2 separate regions of the Zea mays genome follow, and region 1 is linked to region 2. The links are chromatin contacts, called in public Hi-C maps. All regions are on one chromosome and are shown on one strand. Each heading gives the region's core, a stretch centred on a gene start, on an enhancer-like site or on the middle of the called end of the contact. The rest is flanking DNA. Distances are from core to core; before and after follow the strand shown. Region 1 holds the start of LOC103643975 (serine/threonine-protein kinase SMG1). Region 2 holds the start of LOC100194389 (Transducin/WD40 repeat-like superfamily protein).

Region 1 (6,797 bases), core at 677-3,176, 180 kb before region 2:
TCCAGAGTCTCTTTCAAATGGTTCAGATGCTGGCATATTGCTTGAGAGTTCCATGTTGCTCAGTTTGTGTAGTGTAGAGAAAATCTGAAACTGCATCTCAAGGAAATTATGGAAAGGGGCACCAAATGGGTCAAGCTTCTTTAAGATGAATTGTATCAAGTTAGTTGTTCTCTCATTTCTCTTTTTTGTATCCAGTGCAATAGTCGCCAGAAGAATCTTGAGATCAAATTTCATTAGGCAAAGCAACTGATCCTCTGAATATTGTGGCCAACAATGCACACCTGAGTTCGACTCGTTTTTCCTTTCACTGTTCAATTCTAAGGGGGGACTATGGATATCAGGGCAACTTGCTTGCCCTTCCGCTAGCAGAGATTTTATCAGCTCCAACTCATTCATCACTGATGCAATTGCTTGATCAACTACATCTTCCAATCCATGCTGTAAGCAAAAAATGTAGGTAGCTGCTGAGTTTGCAACCACGCTGTGGTTTGGATGAAGACGTGACTTAGATAAAATTGAACTGAAGTCAAGCAAAGCTCCAACAGAAGCTGCATGGAGCCCCAAATTTTGCAGTGATAGAACTTGCAGGTTAGTCTTAAGTGCTGCCGCCAACTGTGCCGAGGAGGCAACTTCCAAGCTCTGGACCAACACATCCACAAAATGGACATAAAAATCAGCAAACCTTTCCTGCAGAATCTCTGCAAGCAAGACCAAGCATTTGGATGCGTCTTCCATCCTCTCAGACCAGCCAAGGTTAGAGGCTATCACTGATGCACACCTTAAAAGTTGAGGAGCTAAACCTTCCAGAGGCCCAGCTACAAGTTCTCTTAGGTTATTTCGCTCAGCCACACCAGAAGACATAATCTGCAGTACCGTAGAGAAACAAGCAAACAGCGAACGAAGCCTCCCAGGATTATGGCTGCCTCCCAGGTTGAGATCATGCACAAGCCCCTCCATATCGGCCAAGAACTTGGGCAGTAATCCAAGTGAAAACTGCAGATTCCCAAGCCAATGCCACTGAAACTGCGGAAAACTATCAATGATCATGCTGCGATCTGCATCAGCTAGGTCCTGCACAAACGCCCACCCAAGAAGCAGGTCCATGATATCAACAAACTGTGGACGGAAGCAGTGGGGAAACTTGGCGGCAACCAACATAAGCAGGCTGAGCAGACACCGGAGCACAGCGGGCGACATCCGCTCATCCTCTAGCACGTCACGGCAGGCTGCAAGGAGAGGCGGCACGAACCTCTCGACTGGGGACACGTCCCCAGTGGACAGGAGCTCCCGGAGCCCCTCGGCGACGAGAGCAGCTGAGGAGGGGTCACCCAGGAGCGGCAGTGCCCAGGCGACGAACCCGTCCGGCAGGCCCCCGGGCGCTTCGTGCGAGCACAGCACCGCGCAGAGCGCCGCGTACGCCGATACCGCCGCCCGCCGCACGGCATAGGACCTGCACAGCAAACAATAAAGCATGAGCCGGGTGAATCGAGTGATTCGTCACAAATGGGGAAGGAAAGCGATGAGGAGAGGAAGGTTCACTTACGCATCGTCGGCGAGGAGGACCGAAAGGGGCGGGGCGAGGAAGGGAGCGAGGGCAGGTAACAGGGGGCGGTTAGGTGGGTGGAGGAAGGAGAGACGGAGGTTGGAGAGGGCGGCGGTGCGGGAGGCATCGTCGGAGGGGTGCGGGGGATCGGCGGCGGCGGCGGAAAGGAGGGAGGAGAGGTGCTGCTGGAGCTGGTGGTGCGCGTAGGAGGGACGAGGGGTTTGCATTGTCGCGACCGCCACGCCGTCAATCTCATCGGCCGCCGCGCTGCCTAGCCCGCCCGGCACGGAGAATCAGAAGAGCAGTCTCGCTCGGGGTCGGCGTCTCCGCTGTCTTCTCTCGTTGAACGCCCGGTGAACCGACGGTTCAGATCGACGTAGGGCAATCGGAATTCTCGGTTGGGATACATTTGGGGCGCGTCTGGTGGATCGGTCTAAATCACGAAAAAAAAACAGTACTCAGACACGGCATAACTCGAAATAATTTAGCGTCGGTCCGACATAGCCCGATATATTAGGATATGTTTGGACCGAGATCGCGGCCCATGGACGGGGCACGAGCACGGCTCGTTTAAGACAGACACGAAATGACCCATATAGAGGCACGAAAATGCACATGTATTTATTAAAATCACACTTCATTCCACACTTTCATGTACTTGATAAAGAACACACAGCTAGAGATAACGGTAGTTAGATGTTTTTTGTAGTTTCGAATTAGAGTATGTGATGTAATTTTACTTTTGTTATGAACGTTAGATAATGAACTAAACTTACGAACTTTGTATAGAGCTGATTATACTCTTTTTCTTTCTAACAAAATAATTTGTAAACGAGGCAGTCATTGCATAGCTCTGGTAACTTAATACAAATATTAAGTTTGCTTTTGGTCGAATTTATTTGTCTTATCTTTTATTTGTTTTATTAAATTTGTTTTGAATTTAGGCATTGATGTGAATTTTGGGCCCTAATGTGAATTTCGGACCAAAAACTGGATTTCGAGCCGCCTGAAATAAGCCCGACACGTTTAAGCAATTACGTGTCGGGTCGTGGGCCGAGGACTAGGACCGTGGGTCGGCCCGGCACGGCCTGAAATTCAAACGGGGCGGGGCGGTCCAAAATTCAAACAATACGGCCCTTTTTGGGCTTGGGCTGGGCCGAACCGGGCGGCCCGAATGTGCACCTATAGGGATAAGGTTGTACTAGGGGTGGCAACGGGGAATTCCCCGTCGGGTTTTAGCTCCTCATCCCTGTTCCTGCGACAAAAATTTGTTCCCGCGAGGATCCCTACGAACGCTTGCGAAGGGCATTTCTTCTCCATCCTCATTCTCCGTGGGGATAAATCCCCGTCGGGGAGCCCTGTCCCCGCTTAAATTATAATTAGAACACACTTCATATGTTGTTAATGTAAAACATTGTCACTTATACACAATGTTAGATGTAAAAATTCATTATGTGTACATCAAAATAAACGCATTTGTACAATGAGTGATCTATTGATAATGTAATTATTTATTTTTATAATTAGTTATTAAATAAAAACATCGTTACATGTAAGTTTAACGGGTCCCCACGGGAAACGGGGATGAGAAACCGTCCCTGTTTACCCGTCGGGGGAGAATTTTTTCCCGTTTACATCCCCGCGGGGAATCAGGGATCGGGTCCCCATTGCCATCTCTAGGTTGTACGCAACGCTGCCCCTCCCCTAGCACTGTATCGGCTACAGTTCCGTGCTATATGCAGCAGCGGCGGCCTCCAAACCAGCTACAGTGTAGGGAGAGGCACTCTCTTCCCACAGATTTGAAGGAGTGGCAGCCGGCCCCCTCCCCTTAAACCATGTGCACGACAGTCATTTATAGTAGACAAAAAAATGGTAAATGATGATGTATATGTATTGAAAATAATATTTTATGGTTGTAGTGAGGTAAAGAGAGAATTTAGGGGAAATCGTCACGAGAAGAGTGAATATATGGGAAGGAATCTTGCTGGTGTGGCTGCATAGTAGCATATAGGGGAAAAATTTAGAGGACACCATTACGTATAGCCTAATGGCTCCTCACACCAACTCCAGGAAGAGATCACATATGGGCACGGATCCGTAAAATAGGAGCCCGAGTCCACTATTCACGCGCACAACAGACTCTGTATTCGGGGGCGCAAATCACCTGTCACTCGTGTTCACTCCATTTTCTAGCATCGTCTCTCTTCTCCCCGCACTTCAACCATCGCGTTTAAAAACGAGGTACGTCTCTCCAAGTTTTTTCGTCCATACGCAGGCACGGATTCTAGATAGAGCTCTATCCTGGTTCTTGAGTTTCGATTGCGTATTATACAAGTGTAGATTGCACGGTGTCGTGTTTGGAGCGAAGCTAGAGCGGAGAGGGAAGCGGCAGCGGTCGACGTCTCCGAGTAGTGCCTACTCGTCATCGACCAAGGTGGAGTTGCCGGGGAGCCGGGCACCACTTACCTAGATTCGTACCTCCACAACGCGAAGGTGGACTTGCCGGGGAGCACGTTGGAGCTCCAACAAGCATTGATCCTTCGGCCACGACGATGGAGCGACCTTGGACTATGCCGCCTTCCGCCAGGACGAAGAATGCATCACGTACGCCGAGCTCTAGATGGGGGGTCGAGGTCGCGGTGGAATGTGCCGCGCGTAGACGCCCGACCACCTCCGCAAACGTCGGTCTTCGTGGTTGCCTCCGTCAACGGCGCTCGAAGGAGTTGGCTACGAATGTGTGGGGGACAGATATCCCCCGGGTCCACTGGAAGGATAAAAGACCTCATGAAAGGCCCAAGGGCCCAATAAATCGTAAGGTTACTCCTTCATGGGCCTGGGGAGGAACGATCAGTAAAGCAGATTGACATAAGGCCGGATCGGTGCGAGCCCGGATGGCCCAGCAACATTGAGCAAGCAACCACAACAGAAGACCCGACTTTCCCGCGCTGGAGCCCCGTACAACGTAACCAGGCGAGGATAAGTCGGCAGAACTATAGGAAGATAGACTCAATCAGTTCACTATCTCTTAGGTGCAGTTTGTTATCTCATCTGCATGTATTGCCTCACGGTCGAATATATAAGGCCTAGGGGGCACCCCTTCAGAACGATCGATCTCACTACTCACCCATTCACCCCAACTCTCTATTCTCTAGTGTAGGAGAGCTCCCGTGTAATCCACCACGTAAAACATTCTCACCAGGACGTAGGGTGTTACGCATCTCCAAGCGGCCCGAACCTGTAAACACTGTCCATTGTTCCTCGTGCATCCGGCACGAACCATTTAGCTACAGTCGGCGACACTGTCCTACTCCTAAAAACACCTTGAGGGGCAACCCCGGGTGTGCGGTCGGACCCAAAACACCGACAGCTGGCGCGCCAGGTAGGGGGTGTGTCGTCGATCTAAGCTAGCTTAATGGCCGTCACCTTCCACCGCAAGATCACCCTCCGTCCCGGATCTGTATTCTGCTTCGGAACTATCTCATCCGTAGCAGATGAAGAGGGAACTCTACACCACATCGCAGATCCGCCAAAGAAGAAGTCCCCTCCAACATACTCCGAGAATATCGGGGTAAAGAAGGAAAAAGCGCAACCTCCAGCGCTCCGAAAAAAGATCGCCTTCAGTAAGCCAGGGGCCGAGGGCCCGCTGACCCAGAGAACTCCGTTGTCTACTTCCTCGACGAAAGAATGGACACAAATCGCAAGGAAGAAGGAGACAAACAAAACCGGGAGGAAGCAAGTTGTTCTTTCCGTGCCTCCACCCTCAAAGGAGAACGGAAAGAAGATCGCCACGACAGCCGTACCATTCTACCCCGACGTTCTTTTCATCGGGAGAGTGGAGTCGCCCCCCGTCTCCGACGATGAGCCGACCGCGCCCGGAGAAGAACCACCTCAGCGGGAGTCCCGTCGACGGAGGAACCGGCGCCGAAACATCCGGCGACATCACGAGGCCGGAGAGCGGGATCCAGAGCAGCCTGTCTCGCGAGACGAGGTCTCAGAGATAGGAGAAACTCCGGAGGAATGCGTTTTCAGAGAACGAAGGAACTCCCGACGGTGTGATCACCGACGAGCTCAGGAACAAGCCGAGCAGGAGGCAAGGCAACGTCGGGAAAATCCACTCTTCGGGCGCAACCTAAATCTCGACTTCGCCCGAGCCATGAACACGCCGAGTGAAGTTGGAGGGGTACTAGCTCGGATAGCTAATGGACTCCCTCGGACTCCCGACGCCGAGGGCTATCGACGACTATTCACCCAGGCAGCCAACCATCTTCTACCTCTCGCTCACCCGCCGAACGATCTACGACACGCCATCAACAGTCGCTGGGACGCGCGAAGCTCCATCAATGCTTCGCGTGAACGACGGTATGAGAACGAGATCCGCCGCCGGGAGGAGTACGACAGGGATCATGGCACCCCGGCTCGGAGTCAGGCCACCAGAACTGAGTCGGCAACGACCTCGACTGGAGGTACTACCCGGGACGGTCGAGGAACCCCAACAACTACTCCCCTCCCCGGGACAGACATCATCCCCGACAACAAGAAGACACGTGTGGAGTGTCTGCCCTTACTCCACGCCTTAGAGCCATTCAATGGCCCCCTAACTTCAAGGTGTCAAACGTCGACAAATATGAACCTAAGCAGGATCCAGGAGGCTGGCTGGCCGTCTACACCACCGCGGCTCGAGCTGCCGGGGCATCCGAGGACGTGATGTCCTCGGGCAAGACGCGCTGCAATGGCTGCGACATCTACCCCGACACTGCATCGACGACTGGAGCGACTTCAGTCGACGCTTTACCGCCAACTTTCAGTCCCTCTCCAACAAACCAGCGCAACCATGGGACCTCAAATCCATCAAGCGCCGGGGGACGAAACTCTCCGGTCGTACCTCAAAAGGTTCCAGACCATGAGAAATCGTATCCCCGAGGTCACAGAGGCGGCCGTGATCGAGGACTTCTATAGAGGATCCAATGACTCGGCCTTCGTCCGAGCTATATTGCAGAAGGCGCCGACTACCTCCGAGCAGCTGTTCCGGGAAGCCGACCTCTACATCACCGCCGACGAGCGAGCTCAGGACCTCATCGGAGTAGCGAAGCCCGCACCGGCAGCGCCACGACGCGACGCGAACCAGCAACCCGACAAACGCTGGGAGAAGAGGCCTCGCGAAGAAGTGCACGCCGCCGGACCACCTGCCTCTCGCGCCTGGGGAGGACCTCACGGAGGCGAACGCACGCTGGACGACATCCTCGACGCCCAGTGC
Region 2 (6,788 bases), core at 2,658-5,157:
TTAGCTACTTTTAGCAAACTAGCTAATAGTTAGCTAGTTATTTGTTAGCAAACTAATTTCACCAGCAACTTTTTAGCCAACTAACTATTATCTCTAGCGCATTCAAACACCCCCCTAAGTATGCCATATAGAAGTAAGCAACCATTGAAACAATAAACCATATCTGCCACAAGACGTCATAAACCCATGGCTGAAAATATAGCTATAAGATCTGCCCAAATGAAATATTTAAGATAAAATAAGATGACCAAAGAACACATTTTTCATGTACCAAAAGAAATAAACAAAAACTCTGATACTATCATATGAGATAAGGCCTTGTATGGAACCATAAAATCATTTTAAAAAATCCAAGAAAGAAACTGTTCCATAAAGGCAAAAAAAAAATTAAGCTCTTACTTGTAAACAATGTCCACAGTATTGCGAATATCCCAACATAATATGTACGGATCCTGATAAAAGACCAATAGATAATTAATACCATAGACCAAAAAAGATCGAGTAATGCAAGTTATACGAACCCTGAAATGCCCAATTGTAAGCTAACTGACCAAATGTTGAGAAAATAGGTACCTTGCGCCCTCCAGTATACAGATAGTTCCCATCTTTCGAAAAAAGCACCTGAAACTTTCATCAATGTTATCTGCTATTCATACCGTCCGTAAGATTCAAATATACAGTACTTTCACAACCTGTGTAACACCACCAAGCTGGCCATGTAAGACATACAAAGGCTCCATATTATTCTCTGCATACACAGCAGTTGTCTGGCTGTATGAACCAACAGCAAGCATCCCATTTTGTGGAGAGAAGGAAATTGAAGATATTATACCTGACATGAAAATGTGTGATCAGAAGCCAAGCACTTATAGAATAGTTTGAGTAATTTCACATGTCATACAAAGATAAGTTCAATAACACTAGCCAAAAGTGAGCTGAGTTGAAGCGATCAAAATCTATATAAGTAAATCTTAGTGCAGAGTTGTTGATAGTGCAGCCTCATTGATCATAGTGCTCTAAACAATAGTTACATAGACAAGGTTCTAGCAGAAACTTATTTTGGTGGTTTCACTGAATGTTATTGTTTGAGGAAAAACAATGTGAAGTACATTTCAAGAATCTATGATCAAGGATGCTTGGAAGCATGTCAAGGGCACCAAACTTACAACTGGAATTGTCACATACCAGTTGGTCCTTCACCCCCCTTGAGTAAAGAATACTGATCAAAGTCTCTGCCAGGCCGATGAACATCAAACACTCTTATAGCTTTGTTGTATCCAGCAAATAGCCTGTAAAATAACATACCCCCCATGAATAAATATTCAAGAAGATTTTAATTCAGTTTAATTCTTTTTTCTGAAACAAATACCTCAGTTTAATTCTCAAAGTTAGGCCACTAGCTTTCAGTTGAACTCTGAAAACGGGACGGGCGGATAGTAGGTCATCTCGTATCCTACCCTAATTATTTTCACTTGGATTCGGGATCAGGTTCGGGTAGTAAAAGTGCGGGTCAGATATAGCACAAGATCGGAATTATTCGGACGGGTAGAAAACGGATCAACAACATAGCCTTTTAGTCCCAAGCAAGTTGGGGTAGGCTAAAGTTGAACCCAACAAGATGTCACCAAAAAGAGAGAGAGAAAGGGGACGGGTAGAAAACATATATCAGATATTATTCAGACGGATACATACAGATATCTGATACTTGTCGGATAGTCTTTGAATTAATTACATGCTTCTAAATACTACAATAGTCCAATTTTATAGTTCATAATACGATGGCAATGTCTAATCACACAATAGTCCAATATAACACATAGTGATAGTTTTAAATTGGCAAAAAATAGTTTATATAATGTATGATTGAAGAACTCAAATCGCAACATCTATCTTCAATAATCATCAATTGTGAACATATTAGACACGTCGACACAATTCTTTATATGCGTTACTATCAGAATTAGCATATACTCCCTCTGTTTTTTATTTGTCGCGTTTTAGTTAAAAAATGAACTAGCGGACGACAAATATTTAGAGAATGGAGGTAGTATATTATATATAGGCTAATCAAATTACTAGAGGCGCCAATACTTTGCCTTAAAAAAAAGCAAATGATAACATTAATAAGCTATGGAGTATTGGAGTTACACATGTGATGTATAGTTTGTTACTTTGATACAAATTTGGATATTATTTCAATGATTTTGACGTGAAGATATGTTCAAACAAAAATGTGATGTACTACAAGGTTGTTGATCTCTTCAAGCTCTATGATTTTCATGTAAACTTTATCTTCATCCGAGTTCATATGTAAAGGTTATGTTTTTATAAAAAATATTGTGCAGAAAAAGGAAAGTGGGCATCCAAAACCCGAGTACCCATATCCAATCCAAATATCCAAATATTTACTGGGTAGTCCTCGCTTCAAATCCAACCTGAATCAAAAGCTACACTATACGTGTACTACCCATACTAAGTATAAAAATATTTGAATCCGTATCCAAAAAATGGATATTTGTATTATCCGTATCCGGTACCTGACGGGTATAGTGGTATACCCAACCCGTTTTCACCCATAGAACCCCATATGTTATCCTAAGACACCAAAGTATGATACTGACAGTAAGCATTACACACACAACAAAATGAGTAAAAGGCCATTAATTTCTTATACTGAGAACAAGACCTAACAGGATGCCATGACTACAAACAGTATGTTTCATGTATCAAAAAATCAGAATTTTTCCTTATGTAACACGGATTCAACTTAGAGTTTGAGTGCACCACACATACTTAGATCCTGAAGAATTGAAAGAAATCGAAAGTGCAGCAGTTATTTCATCCATGGCATCATATGCTCGGTATGTGCACCGGAGCTGCAATTCCCGAAACAAATAATCAGAACCAGAATTAATTGTGAGACATAACGAAACACAACAAGCGGAACAGTCTTACTTCCCCACTGGTGGCATCCCAAAGGTGTATCGGATGATCACGACTGGTGCTTGCAAATACACAAGTGGCTGGGTCTGCAAAACAATAAAAATGCATCAAATTCACTAATTGATCATAAAGGAAGAAGGAATATGAACATATGAAAGAAAGCAATTCATCACCCACCAGACAAGGACATACACGGGTACCAGCAGAAATCGTACACTGGCTCACCCTCGTTCGCCTGAATGAAAGCTCCATAAGAATCTGCAGGGGGGAAGAATTTGAAACTAACACAGCGGATAGGAAGTAGAGGACAATTGAACCAACAGAGACGACCAAAGGATCGGCTAAGCATTCATTGCCGGCATTTACATGATACACTCCCACAATCGTAACAGCAAACAACTCAAAAACCAGAAACGCACCTTCACTTTCGACAGCGGCCTCGGCAACGGGCTCCGCCGCAATGTACGCTTCCTCCGGTCTGTCGAACGGAAGAAGGGAATGCCCCTAGTTTTAGCCACTCGCCGCGGGCGCAAGAGAGAGCGTATCAGAAAAATGTAAGCGCGCGGCTTACAAGTAAAACAAGCGGAGGGAGTTATCGTCGGAGCTGGTGAGGAAGGAGGACCCGTCGGGCGACCACTTTACGCCCTTGAGGAAGTTCTCGCCGCTACTATTGCTGCCAGAGGAAGTGGCGGAGCGGAACTGGCGGGCGAAGTGGTAGAGCCGGCGAGGGGGGCGGTCGAAGCGGAGCTGGAGCCACGAGTACTCCGCCGCCGCTTCCATCGCCGTAGCATCGCTCTCCGCGCCGCCTGGTGGTGCCTCCTCCGTCTCGGTAGCATCGCTCTCCGTGCTCGGCGGCGCCGCCGCCGCTTCCTCCTGCGCCGCTGCCATCGCGCTCAGCTCTTCTCCGGCGAAGCGAAAGCAACCGGCGGCCTGGGGCTGGGGTTTCGACGGGTTTCTGGGTCGTTCCCATTTGGGCCAGGACCAAGTGCAATCATAGTCAGGCAGGCCTGACCCAAACGAAGTCGCAGACTAGGCCCGCAACGGCATCGTGGCCTACTGAGACTTGACTTATAGGGCCGGGCCCAATCCAACCCCACGTGCACGGCACGGCACGCGACTTGACTCATCTCTCCGGCCAGGTAGTTGGAGTCGCGAGCCCACTGGTGGTTGCAGTGTTAGATCCGTCCGCCTGAGCCAGAGCCAGAGCGAAGGAGTCAATCTCACGGCACGCGCCATGTCCGACGAGTCGCCGCCGCCAGCTCCGGCGGCCGAGAAGAGTCAGCCCGCCGAGCAGGCGGCAGGAGGCTGGGGCGGATGGGGACTCTCCATCTTCTCAGAGATCTCCCGCAACGTGAGTACCGAGTAGCACTTCGACCTGCTGGCTTCGTCATGCGCATATTTTTATTTTTACTCGGTGGGAAGGCCAGATTAGGGTTTCAATGAATTTATGTCCCAGGCGGTGGAGGTTGCTAAGAGTGCCATCGCCGACATTCAGCAACCGCCGGAGCAGGACACGGTACCGGGTAGTGGCGAGAAGGATCAAGAGAAGGAACCGGAGGGGGAGGAGGAGGAGGAGGAGAGACGCAAGGCGGCTCTGGACAAGTTGGAGAAGGCCGGTGAGGACTCAATCCTGGGCCAGGCAAGTACCTGCCTTGCAACTCTCTCAATATTGCTGGCATTTCTGGGCTTGGTAATGCCGGTGATAATGGTTAGTGAACTGCTGTTTACAATGTGTGTATGTGTATGTGGGTTTCTGCAGGGGCTGAAGGCCTTTGATAGCTCGGTGGAGACCATCACGACTGGTACTTGGCAAGCTCTTGGGACCGCATGGAGGAGTGGTTCACTATTTGTTCAAAAGTACACCCCATCTCCTTCAGTTTAAGCTGTTACAGCTAGGGGTGGTAATGAACTCTTAATTTTACATTATAAAATTTAAGGATCAGATCAGATTAGAGATTAGGATCGAGATCAATTTCTATTCATTTTTTAACTAAAATTACTTAAGGGCTTAAACGAATTGTGAAGAAACATTTGGATCGTGATCCATTACCACCCCTAGTACAGCCCTTGTGGATTGAACAGAAAAAAAAAATAGTTCAGTGGTGACAGGCACACCCTTGTTACTTGTCCTTACATTACATGAAACAGCCTAGATGACCTGGAGTTGCTTCTCCCACTAGTAAATCCACCCAGTCTGTTCTACTTATGAAATTGTGGATCTAGTTGGTTAAATCTTACAAGTGAGAACATGAGATACAAAACTGTATACTACATGTATTAAATGTCTCTAGTGCCAGTATTATGATGCCATTATTTCAGTTACTGGTTGATAAATGAATACATGGGTATTCAGCTGTTTGTGCACATGTATAACATGACATAGCGATGAGATTCTGTAAACATACTTTCCATCATAAACTTGGTGCTGTCTGTTATCCAGTAACTTTGTATGTCTTTTCTCAACTTCGAGCATCAACTATCAGCAGGTTAACCTTTGTAATGTCTTTTTAGTGTTAAATAGTTAGTATTGTGTTCATTAACAGTAACCCTGCAAGTGCCTCTCCTTGGATAAGTAACATGTTTGCTAGGTGTATTTATCTCTGACTATGTCATGGTTACTTTCCTAGATTGGAAAATTCAGCTTCAAGCTTGGCCGAAACCATTCAGCAAGGAGAACTGCCTGCAAAAGCATCTGCGATAGCACCGACCATTTTAGAGGTAGCTAGGAGTCAGTAATTGCATTGTCTCTACATATACGTGAAACAAATATTTTAATATCAAAGTTCAATAATCACAGACAGGGAAGTCATTTACAGCAAAAGGAATGGAAGTGCTTGAACGTGTTGGAAAGGAGACAATGGAGTTTATTGTTGAAGAAACTGGTATGGAAGTTGATAAAGGCAGTACCGGTGAAGGTGACCAGCAGACAGAAGAGGAACAGTTTGAAGAAGTCTCATTTGACAGATGCTTCTATATTTATGGGGGGCCTGATCAATTAGAGGTGATGTTTTGTCTTCCCATGGATATTATGTGTTTGGTCTTCAATATGCCCCCTTCTCTCTTAATTAGATGTGGTCTTTTTTTCTGTTTGTAATAGGAGCTGGAAGCATTATCAAGCCACTATGCATTGTTGTTTAATAGGAAAAAGGGGAAACTTAATTCTGACCAGAAAACATATTACGATGGAAAGCTTAAAGAAATAGAGCAGATTTTTAGTCTTAGCACCAATGCTGATGAAGATGGACCAGAATCTGACAAAGGGAAGAAGACTGAATCAGCTGACACTGATACTGACGCTGAGATGAAGAAGTTATGTGAATATAGTGTTCGCAAGGCTGCTAAGATGGCTGCAGGGTATGTGTATCCTTCATTACCATGTGGATTCACAACTAGTATGTTGGTACTTATATTTAGTTTTGTCAAGTATTGATGAAATCATGTCAATTTATAGAGAACCATTTTAGCATGTAGTTGACTAGATAGATAGCAACTTTTTAATAAAATGCAATGTATACATGATGAAAACAACATTACTTAACTTTTTGTGAGACATTGTCCATTCAAGTCGGCTCTAAAAATGTCTTCTCATTTAAACTTGAGACCGTGATTATATCTATCACCTTCGCAGGTTCACCACTGCCTTGGGTGGGCTTTCTCCAAACGAGATTATGAAACGAACCACTAGTAGGCTTGAGACCATTCACTCAGAGGGTGTTCATGTATGTACATACTATATAACGTGTCATTCATTGCTTATAAATTTGATATTTCTTTGAGGGGAGAAAAAACTCTTTTCTTGCAGAGATTATCGGAGATGTGCTGCCTTGCAGTTTCTCAGCTTCTGG

The links. Hi-C and Micro-C count contacts between places; a contact is called where the count stands out from the background.
Region 1: a contact with region 2 is called in a Hi-C map of leaf, with 4 times the contacts expected there. The contact joins the promoter of LOC103643975 here to the promoter of LOC100194389 in region 2. A contact is called at or near these places in 6 of 25 Hi-C or Micro-C datasets (ear, leaf and tassel).

What each region holds. Positions count from the first base shown.
Region 1 is chr1:280,841,486-280,848,282 of Zm-B73-REFERENCE-NAM-5.0, reverse strand. LOC103643975 (serine/threonine-protein kinase SMG1) reads right to left here and starts at 1,926. Exons shown (of 17, transcript XR_561409.3): 1 at 1,544-1,926; 2 at 1-1,450.
Region 2 is chr1:280,668,239-280,675,026 of Zm-B73-REFERENCE-NAM-5.0, reverse strand. LOC100194389 (Transducin/WD40 repeat-like superfamily protein) reads right to left here and starts at 3,907. Exons shown (of 13, transcript NM_001139420.1): 1 at 3,515-3,907; 2 at 3,363-3,421; 3 at 3,121-3,201; 4 at 2,956-3,029; 5 at 2,794-2,876; 6 at 1,186-1,289; 7 at 693-832; 8 at 574-621; 9 at 400-452. The coding sequence starts at 3,831. LOC541769 reads left to right here and starts at 4,050. Exons shown (of 9, transcript NM_001305810.1): 1 at 4,050-4,294; 2 at 4,400-4,582; 3 at 4,703-4,800; 4 at 5,571-5,661; 5 at 5,741-5,944; 6 at 6,041-6,297; 7 at 6,572-6,662; 8 at 6,746-6,788. The coding sequence starts at 4,178.